Regions from separate parts of the Rattus norvegicus genome. Here region 2 is linked to region 1. The links are chromatin contacts, called in public Hi-C maps. All regions are on one chromosome and are shown on one strand. Each heading gives the region's core, a stretch centred on a gene start, on an enhancer-like site or on the middle of the called end of the contact. The rest is flanking DNA. Distances are from core to core; before and after follow the strand shown. Region 1 has its middle 7.4 kb from the start of Was. Region 2 holds the start of Pcsk1n (proprotein convertase subtilisin/kexin type 1 inhibitor).

Region 1 (4,198 bases), core at 884-3,383:
TAAAAAGCTTCTGCCATCTCTGATGTACCCACCAGTGTGTTTTAAACTTGTCTTGATTTATGACACTCTTTGTTCTGTGAAACTACAAAATTGGATGAAACTGCTTCCACGTAGGAACCTGACATTTGGGGCCAACTAAATCTGTGTTCCCAAACCATGGTCACTCAGAATGTCTTCAGAATAATCTCCTATTCTCTTGAAGATGAGTGCTGTAGGTGTGGTAATAATGGGCAGTTATTTTATTGACATTGCTCCAAAAGGAAGACAAGACTAAGGGCTATAGAGATAGCTCAGTGGTTAAGAGCACTGACTGTTCTCTTCCAGAAGTCCTGAGTTCAAGTCCCAGCACTCATGTGGTGGCTCACAACCATCTATAAAAGGATCCGATGCCCTCTTCTGGCATGCAGGTGTACGTGCAGCAGATCACTCATACATAACGTAAATAAAATTTAAAAATTAAAAAAACTAAAAAAAATAAGAATAGCAACTCTCTACAGAGCATTACATTGTAGGATTTGAGTCATACTGCATTACATAGGAAGGTATATGTAAAAGCTACATCATTTTATACAAAAGAGAGAGTCATTGGAGGAACAGGGTATCTGCTGGAGCAGGAGGATGGACCTAACCCCTAACAAATGACAATGGGGGAGTCAAGTATGCTGGCATGGCCAAAAACCTAGCATTCAGGAGACTGAGACAGGAGGATTGCAAGGAGCTTGAGACCATCCGATCTATGTAGTATGTTTTAAACCAGCCAAGGCTACAAAGACTGTGTCAAAAGAAAAACAACGAATGATTATAATTTGTAAAGATGTTGCCTAAAAGATCCCAATTGCATACCTCAAGCCCTGAATTGGGTATCTTTACATTCTGGTTCCCACCATACAACTGAGTCCACCCTGAAAATTTACTTACACATGGGGATGGGCCAACTACTGTTTCTTAAGAACTAGATGAGAGTGAGATGGCAAATTTTACTCCTGAGGTGTTTCCTGAGGCCAGGAGTAAGTGAGTGGTTTAGAAGCCTCGAGTCCTGGCACGGTGAGTGAGGAACCGGGTGTGCACAGAGAACATCTGTAGAGATAAGAGTCACTTGTGCTGTGCTGAGGGCTGAACTCTGTGCTGCCTTGTGTTTCAGAGGCTTTAAAGTCCATCTTGAGCAACACCGTACACACACACACACACACACACACACACACACACACACACACACACACACACGTACACACACAGCTCGGTAGCTAATGGGCTAGAAGCTAAATTTGGAGCTATACAGTTTGGGCTCTGGCTCTTGTCCTCTTGTCATCCCTGTCCTTTCTGGTGAGCTCTGAGTACCTCAGTTCCCTCTTCCACAGCAAAGAAAATAATAGTCGTTAAGGCCATTAAGATGACTAAGACCATTGGTGTAATGTGATGAAGATGCGGGCGAAATCTGTCAGGTTATAATTATTTTTTAAAATAATTATATTATGGGGTTGGGGATTTAGCTCAGTGGTAGAGCACTTGCCTAGGAAGCGCAAGGCCCTGGGTTCGGTCCCCAGCTCCGAAAAAAAGAACCAAAAAAAAATAATTATATTATTTTAGTTTTATATTATCATCATTATTATTTGAGGCAGTTTTATGTAGCCCAGACTGGCTATATAGTTGAAGATGGGTACCATCTCCTGAGTGCTGGGGTCACAGTGTGTGTCAGTCAACAAGCCTGGGTGAGTTATTATTTGTCATTTTTATAAAACATCGAGTAATGTTCAGTATTACTCCAAGCTTCTCCCCGCCCTCCTCGGTCGCTCCTATATCTCAGTGCTCAGCGGGTTAGGCAGGAGGATATCCTTGAGTTTGAGGCGAATGTGGCCAGCATGGTATGTTCGAGGCCAGCTTGGACACACATAGTATGCGACCCTGCCTCAAAATTAAAAGCCAGGTCGCTCCCAGCAAGTCTTCCCTGTCACAAACGTCTGTGGTCTCAGGACTGAAAACACCCTGAGAATTTGTGTTCAAGGGAAGTATCCACTTCAAAGCCTGTGACGCTAGCATGGATCAAACCACTGCGCGTGGCCCGAGGGGCGCCCACGTCTCAGCCCCTGCGGCCCGGCACAAGCACGGCCGCCCGGACTGAACCACAGGGGTGTCGGGTGTGGGGGGGAGATCGGGAGCGGAGCCGCAGCCGGGGCTCACGCCACTACGGAGAGCGGCCATCTTGGAACGGTCCACTTGTTGATGGGGGAGGAGCGAGGAAGCGGCGCCTGGCCCCAAACGACCACCGGTCCGCCCGCCACACGACCCCGTCCTGGCCTGCCGTTTGCCGTTTGACTCTGGCGGATGGCAGGATCGAGTCGGCGGAAGGACTCTGTCCCACCCTCCACGTTCACCAGCTTTCCTCTGACCCCCTATCCTTCCGTTTGGAACCTGTTCCCAAGGCATTCGCGCAGGCCATTGGCTCGGGAGCTATCCTGGTGACTTCTGATTGGTTCGAGGCTGCCATAGTGATCTCTGATTGGTTTCTAGTCAGATGGAGGCGGGACTTTTCCTTTCTCAGGCTGCGGCCCTAGGAATAGCGTAGCTCCGCCTCCACGTTTGCACCAGTTCCTGTTGACAGCCTCGGTGCATGCGCAATGGTTGTAGCCTGTGACTGGGCATCCTGCCAAAGTCGGGCTTTAGGTTTAGGGACCTTGTGTAGTGGATTCAAATACCACCTCAGTCTGTAAAATTAGTCGTGGGTAAAAAGCTAACGGAGGGCACTTGTTTACTCTGGAAGGTTAGGGAGCTCGCACTATGGGGCTTAGGACTTCTGCAATGAATACTTTAGTAGCCAACCTGGGTCATATAAAGATTTATTTTATATATATACACACACTGTAGTTGTCTTCAGACACACCAGAAGAGGGCGACAGATATCATTACAGATGGTTGCGAGCCACCATGTGGATGCTGGGAATTGAACTCAGGACCTATGGAAGAGCAGTCAGTGCTCTTAACCACTGAGCCATCCTCCAGCCCAAGTCAATTTTTTAAAATTGCGTTTTGTTGTTTGGTTCTTTTGAGGACAGGGCTCAGTGTAAATTTTGTTCTTCAAACAGGGTAATTTCTTAGTGATCCTTGATCATGTGTAGCAGAAGCTAAGCTTTGGTGGCACAGGCAAGTGGATCTCTGAGTTTGAAGCCATCCTGGTCTACAGAGCATGTCCCAGGGTTTCAGGACAGTCAGGGCTACACAAAGAAACTGTCTCAAACAACAAACAACAAACAAACAAAAAAAAAAAAAGACATGCCACAGGAGAGTGAACGTTTATGGTAATAGTAAAATCTTCCTCTGAGCACAAAAGAGCAATCTTGCTACTCCTGCAAACAAAAGACACCAAAGGGAGACTCCAGGGTCTACCAACTGAAGTCGTGATCAGTCTAGTTCCACAGACCCGGCTTGGTGTTCAGAACACCTATATCAAAACAGTCAGCACACATCTGCTCCTCAGGGATTGGAAGCACAAGGAAAACATTTCTCAATACTAAAAATTCTGTGTAGTCTGGATGAATCTGAAAAGAATTGAGGTTTTCTTTTTTTTTTTTTTCCTTTTCTATTTTTCGGAGCTGGGGACCGAACCCAGGGCCTTGCGCTTGGTAGGCAAGCGCTCTACCACTGAGCTAAATCCCCAACCCCTGAAAAGAATTGAAATATGGACTTCAGATATGTCTTCTCTGTGCACTTTGAAAGTAAGAGTTGTCTGGTACCCATTCTGAAAGTACAGTTATTAAAGCAACGTTTTCCTTCAAAACTTAAATTTTATTTAAAAAAGTATTTTCTTTACAAAGCTTTAAAATCTTACTTATTGCCAGCAATTATCTTCTTGTACAGCTGACACAATATTTGGGTTTTGTTTGTTTCTTTTTGAGACAGATTCTCTCTGGTCCTGGCTTGTCTGAAACTGACTGTGGAGGCCAAGTTAACTCTAACTCAAAAATTTCACCTGCTTCTGTCTACCATGTTGAGATTAAATGTGGGTCACTACAACTGACAACAGAAAACATTTTGAAGCACTTTACTTGTGAATTTTCTTTGATTTTTTTTTTTACTGAAAAATACTGTTTTTTTTTTCTTCATTTTCTCTAAGTACTACAGAATGAAGCCAGAACCTTTTTCATGCTAGGAAAGTATCCTGCAACAGAGGTACATCCTGGGTCCTATTTTTTGTCTTTTTTAA
Region 2 (4,198 bases), core at 910-3,409, 190 kb before region 1:
TGTCATCATACTTTGTTTTAATTTCATTTTAATTTTTTCTTTTGTTTCAATTCTAAATGAGAATATAGAGTTTCCCTCTGATTATTGCAGCAGTGTGTATTAATTGTAACTTTACCAGACAATATGGCAGCCACTGGCTCTGTATCCAGAAAGAAGCAGTCGTCATTGCTTTCTCCCATTTCCCCCTGCTGGGAAACACATGCTGATTCTATCCGAATCTTCTGTGTTTTCTTCTTTTACGTGGTGCTGGTGTTCAAATCCAGCTGTAGACATGCCCCACCAGTGAGCCACATTCCCAGCCTCTGATGGGTCATTGCAGGGCTTGGTGGTTTTGTGGTTGTCCTTTAAGACGTAGTTTCTCTTTGTAACCTAGACTGCTTTGGAGCTCTCTGTGTAGACTAGATTGACCAGGAACGCAATAGGGATCTGCCCGCTTCTGCCTTCTGCGTGCTGGGGTTAAAGGTCTGTGATAGCATGCTGAGCTGTGATACATTTTTTTTCTTTTGTTTTTTCAGAGCTGGGGACCGAACCCAGGGCCTTGCGCTTGCTAGGCAAGCGCTCTACCACTGAGCCAAATCCCCAACCCCCGTGATACATTTTACTTCTTTGTTTTATTTTTGTTTCTCTGGTTACGGGGTGAACTCCAGGGCTCCAGGCATGAATGTGCTCTACAAGTTATCTATATACCTCTACTTCTCCTAATTTGTTTGAGACAATATCTAAGTGCTATATATCCTTGGCTGCCCTCAAACTCCCTGTGTGGCCCAAGCTGGCCTTAAACTCATGATCCTCCTGCCTCTGCCTTCCAGGTCCATGGATACAGGACTGTGCCAACCATACTTGGGTTGGGGACATTTTGTGTCTTTCCGTGGTGGTGGCATGGAACATTTGTTTGTGTTGTACAAGTTCCCCCTTCCCTCTTGTCACACTGGGGATGCACACTAGGCAAGAACCCTAGGACGGAGCTACATGCTCAAATCCCCCTTTTTCCTTTTTTATTTTTCTTTTTTCCTTTTTACTTTTCATTTTGAGATAGGATCTCATATTATACAGGCTGGCCTTAAACTACTTGTGTGTTTTTGCTGGTTTAGAACTTGCTTTGTGTGTGGCATAGTGTTCTATGCCTTTAATCCCAGCCCTCAGGAGGCAGAGACCTGCAAATCTCTGTGAGTTCGAGGCCAGCCTGAACTACATAGTAAGTTCCTGGACAGCCAGGGCTCTGTAGTGAAACCCTGTCAAAAGAAAAAAGAAAAGAAAATGAAAAAGGAAAGAAAAGAAGAAAGAAACCTACATCATAGATAAGGTTAGCACTGCCACACCCAGTTAATGGGGTGGCCAGAATCAAACCTAGGACTTTGCACATGCTAGGCAAAAACTGTACCAGGTGAGCTACATCCCTAGACTGTTGAACTAGATGTAGTCCAGACAGGCCTTGAACTTGAGATCCTTCTCCCTTAGCCTCCCAAGTGGTTGGGGATGGCTGACCTGAGCCACCAGGCCTGGTCCTCGCACCCTTTTGTTGCATCACTTTTTAAAAACACATTTACGTCTTTGTCGTATGTGAGTGGGGTACACAATTGCCAAGGCATAGCGGTGGCAAGCGAGCACACAGGGAGGGAATGGAACGGAGCATTTAGTGAACTATGGAGCAGCACGCCTATAGATCTGTGAGTATCGTCTCGAGGGTGCAGTCGCTAGTAATAGCTAATCGGCAATATGAACTGAGCTAGCTGTCCACGGCCATGTCATCTGGATTCATTTCTGTCTGTGAACACCGTGGTCCAAGGCCTGCAGCCTGTAATTGTTTATCCATCAAACAGAACATAGTCTGTTGTCTCCCCAAGGACAGAAACCAGAGCCTTATTTCAGCCCACTGAGTCAATTTCCCTTGTCTGTCTGGTAATTCAACAGCAAGGTCTATTTCCCTAGCAACTGCCCTTATTACTGCCATGGCAACCGCCAGTGCAGACTTCTGTTCTCCACTTTGCCCCTTGGACATCTCCATGGCGATGCGCAGAAGGCCAGAGCCCAAATTCTGCGCCTGCGTAGAGTAGGAAAACAGGAGGGGGCCAGTCTCCTTGATGTGCGCAGCCGCAGAGCGCCTTGGCTGTGCCTAATACCCATCGCTGCGCACTTGACAGCCAGTCCGCCCGTCCGGAGCCCGGCTCGTTGGGGCAGCATGGCGGGGTCGCCGCTGCTCTGCGGGCCGAGGGCCGGGGGCGTAGGCCTTTTGGTGCTGCTGCTCTTGGGTCTTCTGAGGCTGCCCCCCACCCTGTCAGCGAGGCCCGTGAAGGTGCGACCCCAGTCAGCAGGGGGTGGAGGTGGGGGTGGGGTGGAGTGGGGAGGAAGATGGGGAAAGTGTTGGTGAGGGATTTTTGCAGGTTTACATATAGAACTTGGTAAGGGTGGTCTGGGCTGCAGTTGAAAGCCCCCGCGCAGGTCAGGCACAGTTTCAGGGTGTGAGGATGATGTTGCTCAGGGCATGGCCAGCAGACGCACCCTGCCCATCCCTCAGCATCCGGGGCCTGGTCTGATGTCAATCTGCCGGTGGCCTGTGGAGCTGTCGGTGGCACAGGGGTATATTCAGAAAAGCTATCTAAGCCTGTGAAGTGACGACCGAGGTGTATAGACATTGTGTTCTTTCCGTGTGTCCTTTGCTTTGACTGCTCCCGAACGCCCTACAATACTGCAGATGCTTCTGTTTTACTTTTTGCGGGCCTGGTTGCTTTCTCAGTGGTACCATGTGTATATTTGTGAATTCTTATGGGTGATGACGTAGTATATGGGCGTATCTTTCTGTGTACTTATGTGTTTCTGTGTTCGTTTGTTTGCATTTTGGGAGGAGTGGTCCTTCTACCTTGGGGTACATATTTCATGGCGGCTTGGGTAGACTGAATGCTCGGGTTCTTCTATGTGCATCCACAGGACAGTTTCCTCTTTGCTTCTTTATGGAGCTGTGTCATTGCAGGGAAAGGAGCCATGATGTCTCTGCATTGTGTTTGTAAAGATGATGCGTGTCCTTGCACCTGGGTGGCTCAGAGTGTAACTGAAGATCATTTCACCAACGGGAACGAGTACACAGGCATGAAAAAGACCGTCTATGCCGTTCCTTGCAGCGGATATAGCAGTGTTGTGTGTGTGTGTGTGTGTGTGTGTGTGTGTGTGTGTGTGTGTTACTGGTGAGTGATTTCCCCTGGCACTGAGGGTGGTGGATACTGATCAAGGACACATGCAGCTTGCTTCTCTATGCAGCTTGCTTCTCTACCTCTTCAAAGCTGTCTAAAGCACAGAGGAGGATTTTAGCCTCACCCCCTCCATAGACATTACCTTCTATTTTCTGCCCACTGAGTCCAGACTTGTATTTGCAGCTTATCTTTAAACGATCCATTGTTTCATTCCTCCTGCTTTTGGAACATCCGAGAAATGAATTCAAGCTAGGCACCTGCTTTCTGGTGGTCACTAGGGGTCACTAAGAAGTCCTTGGCTTTGACAGATTTAGGCCATCTGCAGTGGGATTCTAGAATTTGCCTTTGTGTGTGTGTGTATGTGTGTGTGTGTGTTGGGGGTGCATGTGGTTTTGAATCGAGGCCTTTCTGCGTGTCAGTCTTTAGAACCTCCCTTGGTTTTGCTTCAGTGGGAGATTCGTTTATACTGAAGTGTATGGCTGTACGTTTATTTATTGGTACACAATAGCATCTCCTATGTGTGTGTATAAGTATCCTAGTATGTCATTGTTTATTTCCATGATGTTCTTTCCTTCATCCCCCTACTTTTATGCTATTATAAAATGCTGCTCTGATGGATGGTTCAGGGATTTACGTCCTACAGGCTGAGTGGAAAACCCTAGGAGTTGGTCATACAACCCATTCTTCTTTCGAGATACAGGCAATTTCCCTTTCAAAATGATTTTTGCAAAAAAAATTTTTGTTTTGTTTCTCGAGGTAGGATTTCTGTGTTGTCCAGGCTGTTCTAGAACTTGCTTTGTAGACTAGACTGGGATTAAGGGTGAAACACCCCCCCACACACACACCTGGTTTATTTTTGCAAGTTTAATATCCAACAGCGAAATGTTACAGTGTTATTCCAAACCTGGCATCCGCCCTACCCCCAAAAAAAGATGGAGAAAAGAAACTAACAACGTGACATCCAGAGGACTCAGGACAAATTCTGAGATTGTGTGAATCCTAGAGGTGTTCTA

The links. Hi-C and Micro-C count contacts between places; a contact is called where the count stands out from the background.
Region 2: a Hi-C map of frontal cortex shows a contact between it and region 1, with 2.4 times the contacts expected there. The contact joins the promoter of Pcsk1n here to the enhancer-like site in region 1. A contact is called at or near these places in 2 of 12 Hi-C or Micro-C datasets (Schwann cells and frontal cortex) and 1 of 1 datasets of contacts at active chromatin or transcription factors (oligodendrocytes).

The regions. Positions count from the first base shown.
Region 1 is chrX:17,067,541-17,071,738 of GRCr8, reverse strand. No RefSeq gene overlaps it. Among named protein-coding and RNA genes, the nearest start is that of Was, 7.4 kb to the left of the region's middle. Within about 2 kb of position 2,133, at least 83 of the 93 cell types and tissues checked have an H3K27ac peak or open chromatin away from gene starts, as enhancers often do. A contact at or near this core is called in Schwann cells, where this site is marked.
Region 2 is chrX:17,253,366-17,257,563 of GRCr8, reverse strand. Pcsk1n (proprotein convertase subtilisin/kexin type 1 inhibitor) reads left to right here and starts at 2,159. Exons shown (of 3, transcript NM_019279.1): 1 at 2,159-2,293. The coding sequence starts at 2,180.